2 separate regions of the Cricetulus griseus genome follow, and region 1 is linked to region 2. Evidence: chromatin contacts called from public Hi-C data. All regions are on one chromosome and are shown on one strand. The core of a region is the stretch at or near the end of the contact, and the rest is flanking DNA. Distances in the headings are between cores, read along the strand shown. Region 1 holds the start of Man2c1 (alpha-mannosidase 2C1). Region 2 overlaps Cspg4 (chondroitin sulfate proteoglycan 4).

Evidence for each region. Hi-C and Micro-C count contacts between places; a contact is called where the count stands out from the background.
Region 1: a Hi-C map of the CHO-K1 cell line shows a contact between it and region 2, with 5 times the contacts expected there. The contact joins the promoter of Man2c1 here to the enhancer-like site in region 2. A contact is called at or near these places in 3 of 8 Hi-C or Micro-C datasets (the CHO-K1 cell line and liver).

The regions. Positions count from the first base shown.
Region 1 is chr4:168,659,265-168,662,014 of CriGri-PICRH-1.0, forward strand. Man2c1 (alpha-mannosidase 2C1) reads left to right here and starts at 1,452. Exons shown (of 26, transcript XM_027414997.2): 1 at 1,452-1,588; 2 at 1,870-1,992; 3 at 2,322-2,445. The coding sequence starts at 1,488. It overlaps LOC118238689 (a long non-coding RNA gene), which reads right to left and starts at 1,382. Exons shown (of 2, transcript XR_004769622.1): 1 at 1,241-1,382.
Region 2 is chr4:168,413,021-168,415,720 of CriGri-PICRH-1.0, forward strand. It overlaps Cspg4 (chondroitin sulfate proteoglycan 4), which reads left to right. Exons shown (of 10, transcript XM_027415011.2): 7 at 1-91; 8 at 195-361. Among named protein-coding and RNA genes, the nearest start is that of Cspg4, 30 kb to the left of the region's middle. Within about 2 kb of position 1,416, at least 3 of the 6 cell types and tissues checked have open chromatin away from gene starts, as enhancers often do. A contact at or near this core is called in the CHO-K1 cell line, where this site is marked.

The DNA.
Region 1 (2,750 bases), core at 202-2,701, 250 kb after region 2:
AAATTCTCAACACGACCATAAGGGAAAAAAAATTGACTCCTGGGGTTTCAAGATACAAAGTGAGCTTTTATTTATCTGACACAGGGTCACACATAGCCCAGGCTACTTCAAAACTTCAAAGTTCTGGGAACACAGGTGTTTTTGTCACAGGGGGCAAGACACTCTTGAAGGCAATAAAAAGCCTAATGGAAAAGCATTGTAGAACCGTGGCTGAGGCAGTATGTCAGAAGACTGAAAGTATGATTTCCTCAACCATATTTCACCTCTCTGCTCCCTCAAGACCATGCTGGCCTACATGAAAATAGATCTGAGTAGAGGCAGCCTTGGTTGTTGCTACCAAATTGTTGTAGCAACAGCACCTTCCTGCAGGTCAGGGTAGGATTTCAGATAGTTCAAGAGAAAAAGTCCTTTTGACCAATAAAACAGGTAACTTTGGTCAAGGTTTCATAAAGCAGAAGGGTATGTTTAAATGACTTTTGATAATCCATTTTTATTTAGTTTTTGACTTTTTGAGACAGGGTTTCTCTGTACAGTCCTGGCTGTCCTGGAACTCGCTTTGTAGACCAGGCTGGTCTTGAACTCAGAGATCCCCCTGCCTCCTTTGCTTGTCCCACCAGTGCTGGGATTAAAGGCTTGTGCCACCACACCGGAGCACTTGGTCATTTTTTTAAGTAATCTGACTTTGAAGTGCAAATCCAGTTATTTTCGTTAAAACAGGCTGATTAGATTTCCCCTTTGTTTATTCTTGTAGTGATTTTTACAGATACTCTGGTAGACAGTAAAGCTGGAGGCTGGCTTAAAACTTCTCTGCACTTGTTGACCTGCTTCATCAGGTCAAAAAATACATTTTGGTGATGGGCAACAGTGATGTATGTAATAGAAGGAGGGTTATCGGGGGTACAAATTCCCCTTCCCCCATCTCAATACATTGCCGATTCGTTTGAACACACCGGGGGCAGCCTTGCGCCTTTCATGTTATGAAGGTACTGCTAGTACTCGAGTTAGGTAAAGCTACTGGAAAGCAAATTAACTCTTGATTGGCCCTATATCTTTTTCCAGGACCTTCCAGGGATTCCATCCATATCCCTCGGCTTTCAGTCTTTAGTAGCCCAGGCTCTCCTCAAATTGCTATGTTACCGCGGATATCCTTCAATTAACACTCCCGCCTCCAGGAACCCAGGGCTTCCTGCATCCTAGGCAAGCCCTCTCCTTACCGAACCACATCACAGCTCAAACTTACCATTTTATTTAAGGACAATTTGCCCAGCTGTCTGACAGCTGAATGAGATGAGAACTGCGAAGGCGCAGCTTCCGGGTTTCACCAGATTGGCTCCCCAAAGCCTGCATCTTACAAAAGCTGCTGGTGTCCCAAGAAAAGCTGCTCGGGTCAGGAAGGTGCTGGTTGAATGCCGGAACCTTCGGTTCTAGGCGGTGCAGCGAGCCGGCAGCACCAAGGATCTTCCCAGGAGAGAAGTGGGCGCATCGCCATGGCGGTAGCGCCGTTCTTGAAACATTGGCGCACCACTTTTGAGCGGGTGCAGAAGTTCGTGTCCCCGGCCTACTTCACCGACTGTAACCTCCGCGGCAGGTGTGGCCCCTGGTCTGCGTAGCCGCAAACCGCAACCGCGCGCTCGTCCCTTCCCTTCCGGAGGGAAACCCAGGCTTGTGGCCACCGGGGCCGCAGAACAAAGTGTCCTCCGCGAACAAGGCAGGGCTGGGGAGCAGCGGGTAGAGAGAGGGTGGCATATGCTGCTGAGCTGCCAGGCAGTCCTCACGGCGTTAGGCTGAGAGAGCGTTTTCCGTTCCGTCTTCTGGCGCTCGGGTGGAAAGGGGGCGGCTTCAAACACGCCCCCATTGGTTTCTGCCCAGGCTTTTCGGGGACAGCTGCCCGGTGACACTCTCCAGCTTCCTAACCTCGGAGAGGCTTACCTACGGGGAGGCGGTGCAGCAGGACTTCAGCCCTGCGCAAGTCGGCGACCGCTTCGGACCCACGTGGGTAACACCCAGCCTGGGAAAGCCCCGCCCTCTAAGTCCTCAGCACTTCGTTGTCTTGGGCCCCAGACTGCTATATGACGGAGAGTGGCGCCCTCTGCTCGGATCCTTTCATCCCGACCGCCTCTGCCCCTTTCCCTCCTTAGGTTTAGATGAATGATCTTTTCCTTTCATCTTTGTTCTCCACCATGTCTCTGTTCTTGTGGCTCAAAGCTGAGTACCTTGTAATAGCTGCAGATACTGAAGGACCTGCTGACATTTAATTCAAGGAACTATGTCAGAACAGGGTTTCCACTCCTCCTAGGCCTATCACAATAATTCTCTTACAGATGGTGGACCTGCTGGTTCCGGGTAGAACTGGTCATTCCCGAAGCATGGGTGGGCCAGGAAGTTCATCTTTGCTGGCAAAGTGATGGTGAAAGCCTTGTCTGGCGTGATGGGGAACCTGTTCAGGTGAGGTACACCCCTCCGACCCAGACACTGCCACAGATTAGCCCTGATTTTTGGAGAAGTCACAGCTGAATGACTGGGTCTCCAGAGTGGTTTCATGTTTCAGGTCTGAGGGAATTGCCATTTGGATGCCAATGTTACAAACCCCAAGTTTTCATAAGCTATTTTTATTGTTTTTAGTACATACTTACTGGAGAAATTTCAGATCATTCTAGAATACTATAAAGTAAGGCATTAAATTATCTTCCCAAGAGTAATGAGTCTCTTATCTCTACATCTCACCCCCAGATATATAACTGCTTCTGTAT
Region 2 (2,700 bases), core at 166-2,665:
CACACTTCTTCTGGACATTTCTTCCGAGTGGTGGCCCAGAAGCAAGTGCTTCTCTCATTGGAGGGCAGCCGGAAGTTGACTGTCTGTCCAGGTAGGTCTGCATGCTGTGTAGCTGGGGCAGAATTGAGGGTGGCACAGCAGGACCCTGGCCTTGGCTCATGTCAAAAGCTGACAGGCTCCTTTGTGCTTTTCAGAGTCTGTGCAGCCACTCAGCAGCCAGAGCCTGAGAGCTAGTTCCAGCACAGGCACTGACCCCCGCCACCTGCTCTACCGGGTGGTAAGAGGCCCCCAACTTGGTCGACTCTTCCATGCCCAGCAAGGCAGTGCAGAGGAGGCCTTGGTGAACTTCACCCAGGCTGAGGTAAGGGCCTCACCCCTCAGCCAAGACACAGACCCCAAACTTACCTCAGGTGGCTGCCAGCCTGAGCACATACCTCACAGGCAGCTGAGCTTTTCTAGCTCAGGGATAGTTGTAGCTTGATCCTAGATGCTAAAAAGGCCGCAGTAAGGAGAAGCAGGGGCACCCCAGCAGCTAGGGCAGGGCTGAGTTTGCTTCAGTGAAACTGAGTTTGAGATAAAGTTGGGCTTGGGGCTCAGGGCAGGTGCCAGAGAGAAACAGAGCAAGCTGGGGGCAGATGAGTCCAGGCAGAGTGGGCCAAGCTGAGGGGCACTGTTATCCACTCTTTGGAGCAAGGTTCCTAGGGCAACCAGGACTACCAATCAAATTATAATTTCCAGCCTCAAGTAGAGGCTGAGTGAGGTGATGAGATATCAGGGCTGTCTGTGCTAACCAGCAGGGCCAGCTGTCACTTACCAGGGTCTAAGGCACTGTGAGAAGCTCCTCGGGGCCATGGTGGAGGACAGGCTCTTCTGGGCAAACAACACACTTGGTGCTCCCACCTAGAGGCCGTGTGGTCACATAAAACTAGGGCATGATACCAGTTATTTCTATATAAGCAGGATTCAAAGGATGCAGCTGGCCCTGCCTCTCCTTCTGCAGCATTGTGGTGCTGTTCCAAGAACTTTCCAGAGGGGTTTACCCTGGCCCTTGAAAAATGGCAGGACCCACCCCCCTTGGTCTCTTTCCAGCACTCTTTTACCTCGGAGGCCTCCTGGGCTCTACAAGTTCCTTCCCACCCCTTCAGGGTGTGTGCTCACCCTGAGAAGTAACTGGATGAAGGAGCTAGCAGGAGGAGAGCAGCTCCCACCCAGCAGGTAGCTCAGAGGAGGAAGATGGATTAGCTAGGGTGAAGTAAGATTTCTTGGGTGTGTCACCTCATCAGCTAGGTTTATGTTCTTTCTTCTCCTGGGCTCTGGCATCTACCATAGGCCCTTGTGCCTCCTCTTCCACAGTGAAATCGGCCAGTGGCTAGGGCAGCTGTATGCTGTGAGTCACTGGGAGCCTTGTCATCAGAGACCAGGAAGGAGGAGAGAATAGGACAAGGCCACAAGTGTCCCTCCCCCATCCAGCAGTCCCACACACACTGCAGCAACATTAGACTGAATGGCCACCAGGGGGCCAGACTGGCAGTGCCACCCAAGCAGGTTGGAAAGAGGCTACGTGGCACAGGCACCCTCCTCCACTGGAAGATGGCAGGCAGCAGTAGCTTGACAGTCCCACTGCCCTTCAAGACTCTGGGCTGGATGGAGCAGGACTCAGATAGCCTCAATGTGCAGGCAAGAATATCGTTTGGAAGTCAGCTGACTCTATGCAGTGCACACGGCTAGTAAGAAGCAAAACCAAGACTAAGCCTTCTGACTGCTCATCCAAGTCCCCTTCACCTAAGGGTACTGTTTCCCATAGCTTGGGAGACCCCTGCACACCTGGCCTGAGCTCTGCCTTTTTCCCATCCAGGCACTGATAGTCGCCAAACATCACATTGACCTCCACCACCAACTGCTGCTGCATTTCCCACCATACCCACCGTGAGCCTGGTCCAGAGGTTACAAGTGGCAGGCAGTCTTCAGTCCTTTAGGACACATCTGGTCCATAGATGTGTTTTATTTGAATACACACTACATTTAAATTTTTGTTGTTGTCTTTAGTTTTTTGTTTTGTTTTGTTTATAAATTTTTACTTAAATTAGAAACAATCTTATTTTATGGTTTTTTTTTTTTTTTTTTTTTTTTTTTTTTGAGACAGGGTTTCTCTGTGTCACTTTGGAGCCTGTCCTGGAACTCACTCTGTAGACCAGGCTGGCCTCGAACTCACGGAGCAGAGATCTACCTGCCTCTGCCTCCCGAGTTCTGGGATTAAAGGCATGCACTGCCACCACTGCCCAGATTACATTTAATATTTTAATATTAGTTGTCAGCATTGAAGCCTTAGGAAATTTCACACAAAACCGATATCCCGATTCTTCCAATGCCTGTGTACCTTCATGTAGCAAACCACTGAGGAAGAATCCCTCAGTGTAGTCCCTCAGTCTGCCCCCAGTGTAGACAGCACAGCCCGACTGCAATACTGTGGGATTCTAAGACTGCTCACTTGCATCAATCCCACTCCGTCTCCCTTTTACTATTATACAAGCCCTGTTTTGCTGAAAGGGAAAACTTTCTGTGTCTCCTAAAAGGGGAAAGACAAAGATAAGGCATGAGGATGTGTCTTGATTAGAAGGTAAAGGAAACAGATTCTTTACAGAAACAAAGATTATTATATTACTTGGTGTTCAGCATACAAGTGGCCCTAAAGAATGGGTG